Linked DNA regions of Mus musculus: regions 1 and 2 are each linked to region 3. The links are chromatin contacts, called in public promoter capture Hi-C maps. All regions are on one chromosome and are shown on one strand. Each heading gives the region's core, a stretch centred on a gene start, on an enhancer-like site or on the middle of the called end of the contact. The rest is flanking DNA. Distances are from core to core; before and after follow the strand shown. Region 1 holds the start of Ms4a6d (membrane-spanning 4-domains, subfamily A, member 6D). Region 2 holds the start of Ms4a3 (membrane-spanning 4-domains, subfamily A, member 3). Region 3 holds the start of Ms4a8a (membrane-spanning 4-domains, subfamily A, member 8A).

Region 1 (4,871 bases), core at 907-3,406, 520 kb before region 3:
GAGAAACAGAAGGGTGTGGGCACAATGGAGAGAAGCAGAGCTGGAGACTCCAGGGTAGTGAGGAACAGCCAGATGTGAGTGCCAGTGATGCCACTTGGGACCATGGTGGGGTCCTGGCCTGTGCAGCTGCCATGGACCACATCTGGGTCTGAGGCCCTACAGCAGCAGAAGTCTGTCACGAGTGAAGGCTAAGCAGATGTCTCTGGTCTGGGCTGCTGATTGGGGACATCTTGATATCTGAGGTCTCATCTGAGCATCTTGAGAGAGTTGGCTCTGGTGGGCTAAGAGCAGGAAAGCTGACTTCGCCCCTAGCCAGCTCAAGTTCTCAAAAGAGTAGGGCCCACACTTGAGGAGTTGCAGGTGAGCAGCCTTCAAGGATAGGAGCATAGGAGTCTCCCTTGTGTGGCAGGAACAAGGAAGAGACAGCCTCCTCCTACCTCTCCCCTCACCACCTTTGGCAGGTAGAAGACCTGGCCCTGGGATCATGAGAGCTGGAGAGCTAGACTTACCCCCACCCCCAGATGCAGCACTTAGGGTGAGACCTGCACCTCACCTGGTCAGCACAGTAGAGCTGACCCGGATGTGGGGTCTGCCAGTGAGTGGGCCCCAAGGGTGTAAACATGTCTGCAACTAGCTTGCCATGAGACAGAGTGGGTGATGGAGAGATACCTTCTCCCTCCCTCTTCCTTTGCCATCTATGGCAGGTGGGAGAGCTGGCCCCAGGGTTCTGAGAGTGTGAGAAGTGGTCCTGTCCCTCACTGGCATTTGCCAGTGAGCTGCACCAAGGGCCTGAGAGCTTGTGATCTGACAAGCTCATAAACTTCTCAGGCCCAGGTTCAGGGCTTTGAATTGACCCACCCCAATATCTACCTCATCGATGAACAGCTGGAGTGTATGAAGGGAGTGGTCCTATAGATCCAAAGCTATAAGATCTCCATGACACAGGGCAACAGGATATCTGAGAGGAGTCCCAGTGAGGTTTCAGTATTGATAGAATAGCAGAAGTCAGAGGTCTCATACCAGACCAAGAATCATTGCAACAGATATTTTCAAGCAAATAAATTTAGACAAAAGGGAATACTGTGGGATACACTGTGACACACTACAGCTTCCACAATGAGATTTTTTTTTCTTTGCTGGGGGGAGATGGCAAGGGTGGAGGACAGGTACCAGAGGAGGGGGAGGTAAGTGGGGCTGTGGTACATGATGTGAAATTTGCAAAGAATCAATAAAAGAAAAAAAAACAGTGCCCATGAGACCATTGGGTATTCATGTCTATTTTTGCCCCCCCTTTTTTGATTGGAAGTGTTTCCTGGTAACTGTCTAACTACCAAAGAAAAACTTAGTTGTATTCTAATAGTGATCTAGATTTTTGAGCTTTGCAGAAATCATTAAATATTTTGTTAAGTTCATTGATTAAAGCCTTTATAAATGTAGCATATTATTTATTTACCTGTAGATTTTAGTTTTTAACCCCATGCATGATCCCTCTAGCATGGAGTAGTTACAGAGCTGAGAAAAGCTACTCTGACTGACATTCTACTTAACACCACAAGATCACTGGCCTTGGGGAATATGACGTCTAACTCTGTTCATCTTCCTTGTTCCATCTCTGCCACAACTTTCATGACTCATAAGTTTGGGAAGAACGGAAGTTTTTGCTTGGTTTTGTGATACTCATATCATTGTGGGCCAAGATGGAATGTGCAGAACTCCACTGACACTAAGTCAGGATCTGAAGGCAATGCTATCCTTCGCAGACGCAAACCAGCTCGGAAGAAGAACACCTTTGTCAGTTTTCATAACAACTTGGTTCACTCTGTCCATTGGCACCCAATAGACACGTAAGCATAATGCACACTGAGGATCAGATCAGAAATTAGGGTCTCTGAGATGCTCAGCAGGTTCAGCTCTGCCACTGAATGTGTATTCTAGATCTAGGATAATTAGAGAGACACAAAATTCAAACCAGTGATAAAAATGTCAGTGCTGTCATGATGATATTTTATGGGAAGGAAAAGTAACCTACAAGTCTCCCAGAACTGGTCCAATTAGTCATTTTCCTGGTTACTGGAAGTCTATGAAAAAGGAAGTAAAGGCACATTCACATGTCCAGACTGTAAGCGCCACTTCCTGTGCAGTGAGCACAGAAGAAGGAAGGGCTGGGACAGTTAGAACTTCACAAGAAGGAACCAAGGATCAGACTGAGAAAACCCATAGTTAAAGCTCTTGGGGTTTCTGAGAGCTCAGCTGGAAGTGACTGGGTGACAAGGCGCACAGGCTCAGGTAGGCAACCCTGAAGAGAAATTCCTTTGTACAGCACTCTATTTCTGGGACTGCACTGTAAGAGATTGCTGGTGCTTATGGAAGCAATAGAGACACTGGGACACTTCAGAACTAAATGGGCAAACGGAATGGGTATTGGGTTTATATCGGTCCTGGCTGGTTTTAGTTCCATGATCTTGGTGGTCACTGTCCTAAGGTCATGTAATTAACAAAAGCAGAGCTCTTGTACCTGCAAAGGCTTTTAAGCCATTCACTAATTAGGCAGTCTAAGGTCTGAGAGTGGAACAGAAAAGAGAGGCAAACTGAGCTCAGAAACCAATTCCACAGGCAACTTGGTTCTTCCTAACAAGGGCACAGTTCTAATCTTGAACCTCAGGTTACAACTCCAGGGCTTCTCACTCTGCATTCAGGTGCTTCTCCACACTGAGGAGACTTAGACACAGGCTGCCGCAGGCAGGTGGGAAAATAGGGTGAGGAACCAGAGACAGAGACAGCTGGGATCCAGCACCCAACTGTGTGTAGGCAACTGGTTAATAACAAAAACTTTAAATATCTATTTAGCATCAAGCCTATGTCATTATAAAATCATGTGTTATTTTCACACATGAATCAAAATTTACCTCTGAAATTCTTTTTTGATTATGACATTACTAACAAATAGAATTACTGTGAGGGTTCTAAACTATGATGAAATATGCTGGAAATAACACTATGAGACAAACAATGAACAAATAGCTCTCAGTAGTTTGAGTAGTAGCATAAATTGGAAAAGATTGAAGATCAAATTTTAATTATATCTCAAGACTGGTAGAACAACCTGAGGATAAAACTCATCAGAATAAGGGACAGTGCACTCAAACATGATAGCAACTAGGAAATTAATGCTACATTTTGAAAGTCTTTTTATTATAGCTCTTTGTGTGTATATGTGTGTATGCATGCAGGTGAATGTGTGTTAAGGCAAATCTGCAGGTCACAGACAGCTTGCAATGAATCTCTCCTGCTACATGGGTCCAGCAGATCGAACTCAGACCTTCAGGCTTGAAGTCAAATGCCTTTATTTGCTGAGTCATTTCAACAGTTCCAATCTACAAGTTTTATGTAAACATTTGGCTCTGTTCACTGGGATCAGTGGGAGTTGTCATGTTATGTATATATTCATTGTCTAAAAACAACCCTCTATCTCAAGCAGAAAAAAAAAATCCTTCTGAATCTAAGGTTTGGGATTTTACATTTTCTTTAGTCTTCTAGTTTCTTCCCTTGGAGGATAAGTCAAGAATGCAGTAAGGTACTCACCTACAGATTTGAGAGTGGGAAGATGGGTGTGCAGTTCTTTGTAAGAGCTAAGTCCATTTTCTCTTCCAGCCGTGGAAGCTCCATCATGATTCCACAAGTAGTGACCAGTGAGACTGTCACAGTGATTTCACCAAATGGAATCAGCTTTCCCCAAACAGACAAACCCCAGCCTTCCCACCAGAGCCAAGACAGCCTGAAGAAACATCTAAAGGCTGAGATCAAAGTGATGGCGGTAAATTCCACACAGAACACCCTGGGGTGGTTGGAGGGCAGAGGGAGAGGCTCTATGTATTAGGACCAGAGATAAATTTAGGGGTGGGAAGCCTTAAGTTTTGACAGAGTGATCACAGAGTGGTCTGTAGACTGGTGGAAGCCCCTTGGAATGCTGCTTACATCTCTAAGACTTTCCACAAACTGGCAAGTATTTACCCTGTTTTAACATGCTTGCGCTGTAATTCAATGACCTTATTCCAGCAGCCATTGAGATTTTGTTCTTTTTTATCATTATTATTTTTGGATAGTACTTGCTAAGTATTTTATTTATGAAAACATTTGTAGCTACATTCTATGTGCTCATTGAGTACAGAACATCCTTCTCCTCTTTAGTGAGAAGAGATGATAAAAAAAAAAAAAAGACCATTGGTTCATTTCTCTGTGCTCCTCCAGGACATACTAACAAGACTTTTAGGTACAGGGAGATGAGAAAGAACATATATTTTGTGCTATGAGGAAAGATGAAGGTGTTTTGTCAGTGTTGTTTCTACGAAACACACTGCATGGGCCTCTGTGTTACTCAGTCCCAAAACTTAATGGAACTGATGGTCTTAGCTTAGACATACATTTAATTCTCTGGATTTCTTTGAAGCTCATGTAACAAAACATTTATAAATTTGCTTAATCAAAATTACAACTGTTGTGAGTCTTGAGGTAAAGAAGGGCATCAGGAAGATAAAATTTCCCTTTTAATATAGAGGCAAGGGATTACCAGACCGGACACCGGGACTGAAGGTGCTGTGGAGCAGGGCAGAGAGGCTAGTCCTATGTGGTGTTCTGTGGGATCTGCATGATGTGTGGAGAGGTTTCCACATTCCAGTTCTCAGTGAGTGGGCTTTCAGATACCTCTTCATCCCACAAGAGGGAGCAGGAGACTTCCTAACTATGCACTGAAGTTCAGCCCCAGCCAGAAGATGCCAGAAGGGGTCATGAGCATGACAGAAATAATTGAAGGTGACTCAACATTCTAGCAGAACTACATCTCCACCAGAATGAGCTTTCCTCTCTCACTGCAG
Region 2 (4,718 bases), core at 2,051-4,550, 560 kb before region 3:
AGTAACCCAATCACAAAAGAAAACACATGGTATGCACTCACTGATAAGTGGATATTAGCCCAAAAGCTCAGAATACCCAAGTTACAATTCACAGACCACATGAAGCTCAAGAAGAAGGAAGACCAATGTGTGGGTGCTTTGGTCGTTCTTAGAAGGGGTAACAAAATACTCAAGGTTCTTAATTCCACAGTAAGTCTGAGGCTAGCTTGAGCTCGATGAGACCCTGTGTCATAACAAGAGGTTATGTTTGCATCCTAGGGCTTTATAGAATGTAGAATTCAGGAGGACTCTGCTGTATGATCATTTTAACATCATCCGTCTAAGAGGAGAAGAGCTTAAGGTGGAATTTGTAATTGAAAAAATAAACTAAAAGGCATAGAGTATAAATATTTACAGAATTCCCAGGAGAAGAATGTAAAGTCATATGTGTAACTAATTTGAGATTAGCATAGACATAAGGATCATGGACGATGGGAGAGAAGCCCACATGGGATTTTGGAGCTTCTTATAGCTGCCTTTTAAAGCCCAGAACTCCTGAAAAACAGAATGCTTTGTGAAGCTGGATGCAGGATTGACTCCAAGTGCCCCCTAACAAAGCTCTTAATACTCTGCTCCTGATATTCCAGAATAGCACTACCCAGATGCTTTAGCAATGGCTCAAGTAAGCCTGTCAGTTCGCCTGCCCCAGAGAAGGTACAAGACGCGAACCTTGGTATCACCCACCTCTCACCAGTTCCTTAGGTGTGTAAGGTGCAAGAGCAGACCCTTTAGATGCCTAGGCAGAAAACTGTTGTAGAAATAAAGCCCTCAGACTGATTTCTAGAGTGGTTGTACAAGCTTGCAATCCCACCTGGCGGTTCCTCAGAAAATTGGACATAGTACTACCGGAGGATCCCGAAATACCTCTCCTGGGTATATATCCAGAAGATGTCCCAACCGGTAAGAAGGACACATGCTCCACTATGTTCATAGCAGCCTTATTTATAATAGCCAGAAGCTGGAAAGAACCCAGATGCCCCTCAACAGAGGAATGGATACAGAAAATGTGGTACATCTACACAATGGAGTACTACTCAGCTATTAAAAAGAATGAAATTTATGAAATTCCTAGCCAAATGGATGGACATGGAGGGCATCATCCTGAGTGAGGTAACACATTCACAAAGGAACTCACACAATATATACTCACTGATAAGTGGATATTAGCCCAGAAACTTAGGATATCCAAGATATAAGACACAATTTGCTAAACACATGAAACTCAAGAAGAACAAAGACCAAAGTGTGGACACTTTGCCCCTTCTTAGAATTGGGAACAAAATCTCCATGGAAGGAGTTACAGAGACAAAGTTTGGAGCTGTGACAAAAGGATGGACCATCTAGAGACTGCCATATCCGGGGATCCATCCCATAATCAGCTTCCAAACGCTGACACCATTGCATACACTAACAAGATTTTGCTGAAAGGACCCAAATATAGTTGTCTCTTGTGAGATTATGCCGGGCCTAGCAAACACAGAGGTGGATGCTCACAGTCAGCTATTGGATGTATCACAGGGCCCCCAATGGAGGAGCTAGAGAAAGTACTCAAGGAGCTAAAGGGATCTGCAACCCTATAGGTGGAACAACATTATGAACTAACCAGTACCCCTGGAGCTCTTGATTCTAGCTGCATATGTATCAAAAGATGGCCTAGTCAGCCATCACTGGAAAGAGAGGCCCATTGGACTTGCAAACTTTATATGCCCCAGTACAGGGGAACGCCAGGGCCAAAAAGTGGGAGTGGGTAGGTAGGGGTGTGTGTGGGGGGGAGGGTATGGGGGACTTTTAGGATAGCATTGGAAATGTAAATGAGGAAAATACCTAATAAAAATATTAAAAAAAGAAATAAAGTCCTCATAGAGACCATATATGAGAACAAGTCATTTCCACCATACAAAACTATCTGACTTCTAGCCTTGAAGGGCTTCAGACACAGGGTCCCAACCTAAGCTGAAGCCTCAGATGATCCCCGAAAGCCACTGGGGTACAGTGGGCCAAGGTAAGACACTGGAGGACTGTCATTCATTTTTGTACTCCCAGAACATGGGGCATGGGCTGCTTTTATCACTGTTAACATTAGAGTGAGGTCTAGTCAGAATCGTTCCTAATAGAGGATGAAATTTGCCTTTGTTTGTTTGTTTGTTTGTTTTTAAATTGCTATGACAAAAAAAAAACCCAGACTAAATGAACGTAGGAAAGCTTTATGCCTATTTCCAATTTGAAGGGAGGGGTGGTGACAAGGGCTGCTCTGGCCCTGCCAGCAGAGTATGTGATGGGCTGGTCACACTCTCTGCAGTCAGGAAGCAGACAGATGAGTGCTCACTCAGCTCACGGTTCCTTTTTCATCCAGTCCAAAGCCATGGGATTTTGAATTCCATATTCAGGATTCATCTTCTAAGTTAAATGCTTATGGGAACTCTCTCACAGAGGTAACCAGAGTCATAATTCATATCCCAGGCAACCCTAAATGTCTAATTATGAGTGTCTGCCCTCTGCTTTCTCTCAAGTGTTCTCCCTCACTCCCTCTATTCTATGGTGTGACATGAAAGCCCTCAGAAGTGCTAGTGTTCTGGCACAGGACTTTTCAGATTCTATGGCCACGAGAAAAATAAACTCTTCTTCTTTATAACCCACCCTGTCAGTGGCATTCTCTTATACTATCAGACAACAGACCAATACATCTGGATAAATATGAGAGAATCTGATTATCTCCTCTATGTCAGTTTTGTCTTTCATTACATTGATTCAGTAGTGGTATTTAGGTCATGGGTTATCCCAAGGATGGAAGAAATGGATGCACCCTGAAGCAAATTGAACAGCAAGTGACAGTTGATGTAAACGCAATATATTTAAATTACCATTGTCTTAATTTATGACAAATGAACTAACCTTGCTTGGCCTGAGAGGATTAAACATTATAATTTCTATAAAAACAGTTTTAGCAACATCACTGATACGTTATGTAAACTCAGTCCCTTAATGGCCACAATATGTTGTTCCCCTTCCCAACACTATTCATTCTGCCTGGCTTCACTTTTTTTTTACATAGCTAGACTTATTCTCCCCCATCCCACTCTACCTTCCCACTGACTTAGCCCCTTGTTCTGCTTTTATTTCTTGCTCCAATAATGTGTGAAGCAACATCTTAGAGCCAGATGCTGATGGCTCCATATACCAGCTTCCTTCTTAATGGTATACTTGGGGAAGTGGGTGGGCCATTAGTGCCCTCAAATAGGAGTGTTATTAGCACACCTTTCAGGCAGCCAGCAAAACCACTTCCACTGGACTTGCTGAGGAATTGCACAAAGAAGAGATTCGTTAAGCCTGAGGAGGAAGAGACTGCTGGTTTTGGGGGACAGACTCTGGTGGTCATTACTGTCTCCTCTTCTGTAATGAGTTGGACTTGCAGGGGAAGGACTTGTCAAATCCTGAATTCTTCAAGGTAAACCCTACCAGACCTTTCTCCATTGGAATCATCTCTTCATTTTTCTGTCTGCTAAGGGTGGCTTTCTTGGGATAAAAGTCTTCTGTTTCATTTCTCAGTAGAGGTTTGGAATTTTTAGCTGTGTGGACAAATGTCTTTGGAATGCAGATATTACCTGGCGCCTGGTAACCCGGTGCCATGATTTTTGGCATAATATATTTGGAAAATGTAGACATGGATAGACCAATGTTAGGCAGGCAGTCAGGCACGCACGCGCACACACACACATACACACACACACACACACACACACACACACACACACACACACACACACATTTTGACATATTAAGAGGCTGCCTCTGAGTTTGGTGGCCAGGTCTAGCTATGAGAGGTGGCCTGAATGATAAGTTTTGTGAGGGAGATCCTGCCTGAGTGCATAAGAGTGTGGTGATAATTAGAGGCAGATTTGACCCTTAACTTCTCAGATCCCTGCCAGGTGGACTTGGGAATGTTATTTAATGCTCTATTTCTTAGATTCCTCATCTGTAAAATGGAAAGTGTCATAATGACAATACACATTCCAATAGATGTTTTGCAAACTGAATTGGTTGACATGAGTAAAACACCCAGAAGTGTTCTACACAGATAGAGCTGGGGAGATGAACTCCTTAGTGGGACACTAGGAAGCCTACAATTTCTAGATTTCTTTTAAAAGCCAAATTGACTATATTTTGTAGAACATGGCTTGCTTTACCTGAAGGCTGGAGCTTACCTTCAATTCTTTTCTAAAAAGCTCAACAATGTGTCAGACCTCCAAAGCCATTGTGTGGTGTTTTCAGCATGAAGACCCAGTGCCTGCTAATGGATTTTCTATTATTATTCTTAAACATGGCTATTTATAAAGTTTGTATTAGATATATATGAACTGTGAGGCAGTGAGGCAGATGAGCACACAGAGAGATGCAAGCACCTTTAAAATTGAAGCTCAGCCTGAGGTGTGTGGAACTTGTGCTGAAGGGATTCCCAGAACATGAAGAAAGGGTTCACCATTCAGACTAGGCCAGGACTAAAAGGGTTTTTTGAAAGCTTGATTTTGGCAGTATCCAGGCCAAGTTGTAGTGGGGAGAGAGGATTTGCTTTGTGAAGAGAATAGTTTTAGGGTATAAAGGCAAGGCGCAGGGTGTGACTTCTGGAACTCAGACCCTCCTCAGAAGAGCAATCCTGATGCGTGGACAAGATGAACTCTTCT
Region 3 (4,511 bases), core at 204-2,703:
TATGCTCATCATTACATATAACTAATATATGCTAAATGTAACTTTTTGAAAAATGAAAAATAAGGCAAAGTATATAGTATATAATTGTATGAAACACCAGAGTGAACCTCATCATTATATACAACTAATATATGCTAAAAGTAACTTTTTGAAAAATGAAAAAATAAGACAGAGGAAAACATCTAGACTTCTGACCTATAGACACACACACATCATGCATGGACACACACACATACACATACACACAATAAAACAATATCAAATTTGAAGAAATGATCCCACAGATAAGGTCTAATAAAAAGCTGGCTTTAAAAACTTGGGGGCAAATCTGAAAAGGGTATTGGCAAGGTTTGATTGAATTAGAATTTTTCATCCTTTTTGCTTTCAATGTCCCTTGTGTGTGCCTACCCAAAACTTGTCCTGTGCTTTCTTCCCTTCTTGGCTTTGTCCCTTTCGATAGCCTCTGCCTATAATGTTCTTTCAGTTGGTCAGCTTGCAAAGTGCCAGCCATCCTCTCATCTCAGTGTGCTCAGTCAGGGAGAGTCTAATGAGTGTCTTTCGTATGCCAATTGGAATTTTTAAAAAGTCAATATGTCACATCTGATTCCAAAGACCTCACTGCTCCAGTACAGCAGTTCTCAGACAAGATCCTTATTTTCCAGGTGAGATAAAAATAAATGGAAGGGGGGCTGGTGAGATGGCTCAGTGGGTAAGAGCACCCGACTGCTCTTCCGAAGGTCAGGAGTTCAAATCCCAGCAACCACATGGTGGCTCACAACTGACTCCCTCTTCTGGAGTGTCTGAGGACAGCTACAGTGTACTTACAATAAATAAATAAATAAATAAATAAATATAAATAAATAAATAAATGGAAGGGAAGAGAGAGATGACTCCATGGTTAAGAGACATCTGCTCTTGCAGCATACCCAAGTTCTATTCTCAGCAACCACATGGTGGTTCACAACTGTCTGTGAGAGCAGTCACTGCACACACAAAGCAGATAAGCATACATAGAGGCAAAATATCCATACACGTTACATAAAAGTAAATGACTTTAAACCTATGGAAGAGAGTTGAGTGTAACTTTCATTTTATCCATTGATTCCATCTTTTCTCATTGCAGTTCAATGATTTCAAGTGTCTAAGCACTCCAGCTCCACAGCTCTCTCTGTGTTCTCCTGGGATCATGTATTTCTTTGCTGTGAAACTGAGTCAACCTGTCCTCTATTTCAGCACAGTACATCCAGCCCTGAATGTCCAGGTCATTCTTTTGTCTCCTAGAACACCCAGCACAACCTCAACTCTCCATTCAGGCACCTTGAAGCCCTTGACAAAATGAGCTGTATTTAATTGGTTCCATAACTAAAACAGGAAGCAAATGTGGGTGTGGAAGCTCTGACCAGCTGCTGACCCAGGCCTCACCCAGGAAAGAAGTAGAGAGGACTTTGGATCATTCTAAATGAATCGCCCAACTGCACAGGGTGCAGTCAATCTCTCGGGGAGTAAGTTTTCTACAGCAAAGAGTTGGGAACCGGAGCAAGAGAGACTTACTTGGCAACCGGGCACAGTAAGGTGAGTGTGTGTGATCAAATGGTTATATGAATTGCTGATGAATGGAGATAAGGGGTTTGTGTCAAATGAGACATGGGGAATGTAAGTGGATGAAAGACGCTGGAGAGGTATATTGGGTGAAAAACATAGAAGGGTGTATTGTACTTATTTTATTGTGTCTGTTCCAAAAACAGAATGGAAGAAGAGAAACTTTTAAAGGTATACCACTCACTGGGTATGGGTTAATGCTGAGACCCACAGGGTAGAAGGATAAAATCAACTCCCACCAGTTATCTTCTGGCCTCCAAGTGTGTAACATGGAAGGCACACATACACACATACACACACAAATAATAAAATGGCCCTAGAAAATTAAACCAGACAACACACACACCCACTACACTGACAATAGACTTCCCTTGAGCACAATGGCCTCCATTTTTCTAATATGTACATGACATTGGAGAAGTCAACACTACTGTCACACTCTGTTTCCTTTTCCAAAATCTAAGAGAACTAAACTCCATGTTCCCCAAGAGTCTTTCTACCTGTGGGACTCTGAGATCAGATAATTCCACTGTACACAAAACAGGATCAAGATAGTAGGAGACATGCAAAGAGTGAAATGGCACAGCCTGGCTTCCGGGAGTGCCTAGCCTCTCCGGGCTTTACTTTTTCATCCATGGGACAAGTTAAAACTGTAAGAGAAGCATTTGTAAAGTGTTGGTTGCCTGGCACTTACCTGGCATATGCCTGGCATTCTCAACAAGCCCTGAAATAGAAGTTTAACATTATCTCTAAGATGGTGTTAACAAATAGGTGGGGTTGAATTGCTCAGGTAAAAATCATTCTTGGTTATTTTAAAGTGTTTAATGTCCTATGTGTGTGCGTGTGCATGCACATGATCAAGTATGTGTGTTCACATGTATATGGAGACCACAGGACTATATAGGGTGTCTCCCTTACTCGCTCTCCAGAGATCCCATCTCTCCTGTCCCACAGGTGCACCTAGCAATAAAGACAATATCAATAGACTTGTTATTATTATTAATTACTGTTATTATACTTTATTTACTTATTGTTTATGGTCACACAAGTGCCACTAAATGTTCTTGGAAATTAGAGAACAAATTTTAGGAATCAGTTCTCTCTTTCCACCACGTGAGTCTCAGGGTCCAAACTCAAGGTCACCAGGCAGAAATGACTTTACCTGCTGAGTCGTCTCACTGGCCCTACACTTGGCTTTTTACAAAAGGTGCTGGGAAATCTAAACCCATATCCTAATGTTTGTTGAGCAAGTGGCTACTGACTGAGCTGCCTCCCCAGCCTCTTGAAGTCTTTTTAAAATGTAAACACAGTATATAAATGATGAGTGATTCTGTTGTATTTCTTTTTCGTCAGCATGAATACAGTAACTTCACCGGGCCCCATGGCCAATTCTGTATATGTGGTGGCACCGCCCAACAGTTATCCTGTGGTCCCAGGAACCGTGCCTCAGATGCCTATTTATCCCAGCAATCAGCCTCAAGTCCATGTGATTTCTGGTCATCTGCCTGGTTTGGTGCCAGCTATGACCGAACCGCCTGCCCAGAGAGTCTTGAAAAAGGGACAAGTCCTAGGGGTAAGTAAGAGGAGTCCACTGTGTGAGCCAGAGACCATGTGCTACAGAGAGAGGAAAGCAGAGGCTTGAGACAGACTAATAGAAATTCCAAATAAGGGGCCAGGGAACAGGATATTTCAGTTAGTAAAGGGCTTAGTGCCATGTCAGCAAACTGAGTGCCATCCACAGAACCCACCTTACATAAGCTGTAGAAATGCACTCATCATCCCAGAACCAGGAAGTCAGAGACAGATAGATGTCTGCGGCTCTCTGCCCAGCCAACCTAGCTTACTTGGTGAGTTCCAAGCTAATGAGAGAACCTGACTTGAAAAAAAAAATGTAAAGGACTCCTGGGGATGATAACCAAGGTAGATGTTGGCCTCATCATACATGTACACACACGTACACACACACACACACACACACACACACACACAAAGATACACAGTGCCTAAGGAACCACACACCCATACCTGTGCATGAACATGCACACACACACACACATATATACATAGGCATGCACATATGCACATACAAACATACATACATACATACATACATACATACATACATACATACAAAAAGAAAGAAAAGAAACTTCAAATAAAGCAGATGGGGCTGGCTTAGCCAAAGCCAGATCTGTTGAAAATCTCTGCAGCAAAAGGAGCCTCAGTATATGGCCTTGTAGTTTCTGATTTGGGCATTTAGGAATAAAGAATAATTAAAAACAAACAAAAAAAAACTAAACAAAACAGCCAAAAAGCAGTGTTCTTGGATGCGGAATCTTTTGCCTCTAAGCATTTGCTTCCAATAGCTTAAGAAGAAAGAAAGTCCAACAAAGACAAAGTTTCCCAAAGGTAGAACAGAGCTCAGGGTTGTTGAATCAAAGCAGAAAAAAGGCAAGCAGGCTAGACAATCAGCAATGCCTGAAAAGCTGGCCCGAATTGCACAAAGGAACTCATTTCATTGCATAGCCCATGAATGACAAGCAGTGATTCTAACCCAGACTGCCCATGTTCCAACCCCAACTCATGTTCTAATATTGCTTGGAGAAGTCTAAAAAGTGGCAACTTGTATATATATATTGGTTTATTTGAGACTTTATTCTCCAAATATACTAATAGGCATAAGAAATGTGGTGCCTATAAATGTATATGTTGCAGCATGGCTTGTAGAGACAGTAGGATGAAAGCAACTGAACTATCCTAATTTTTCTGTTGCTGTGGTAAAATACTCTGAGGGAAAGCAACAGGTAGAAGGAAGATGTTGGTTTGGCTTACAGTTCCAGGCTTACAGTAAGGAAGTGGAAACAGGAATTTGAAGCACCTTACATCACATTCACTCAAGAACAGAGGGAAAC

The links. Promoter capture Hi-C pulls out the DNA fragments that hold promoters and counts their contacts.
Region 1: a contact with region 3 is called in a promoter capture Hi-C map of embryonic stem cells, with 4 times the contacts expected there. The contact joins the promoter of Ms4a6d here to the promoter of Ms4a8a in region 3. A contact is called at or near these places in 13 of 39 promoter capture datasets (3T3-L1-derived adipocytes, cranial neural crest, embryonic stem cells and 7 more), 3 of 115 datasets of contacts at active chromatin or transcription factors (bone marrow-derived dendritic cells and bone marrow-derived macrophages) and 3 of 9 other capture datasets (adipose tissue, liver and macrophages).
Region 2: a promoter capture Hi-C map of embryonic stem cells shows a contact between it and region 3, with 2.6 times the contacts expected there. The contact joins the promoter of Ms4a3 here to the promoter of Ms4a8a in region 3. A contact is called at or near these places in 6 of 39 promoter capture datasets (the 3T3-L1 cell line, the C10 cell line, cranial neural crest and 2 more) and 2 of 9 other capture datasets (liver and macrophages).

What each region holds. Positions count from the first base shown.
Region 1 is chr19:11,602,089-11,606,959 of GRCm38.p6, reverse strand. It overlaps Ms4a6d (membrane-spanning 4-domains, subfamily A, member 6D), which reads left to right and starts at 2,156. Exons shown (of 7, transcript NM_026835.2): 1 at 2,156-2,286; 2 at 3,652-3,814. The coding sequence starts at 3,668.
Region 2 is chr19:11,639,433-11,644,150 of GRCm38.p6, reverse strand. Ms4a3 (membrane-spanning 4-domains, subfamily A, member 3) reads left to right here and starts at 3,300. Exons shown (of 7, transcript NM_133246.5): 1 at 3,300-3,484.
Region 3 is chr19:11,078,045-11,082,555 of GRCm38.p6, reverse strand. It overlaps Ms4a8a (membrane-spanning 4-domains, subfamily A, member 8A), which reads left to right and starts at 1,453. Exons shown (of 7, transcript NM_022430.2): 1 at 1,453-1,572; 2 at 2,953-3,172. The coding sequence starts at 1,460.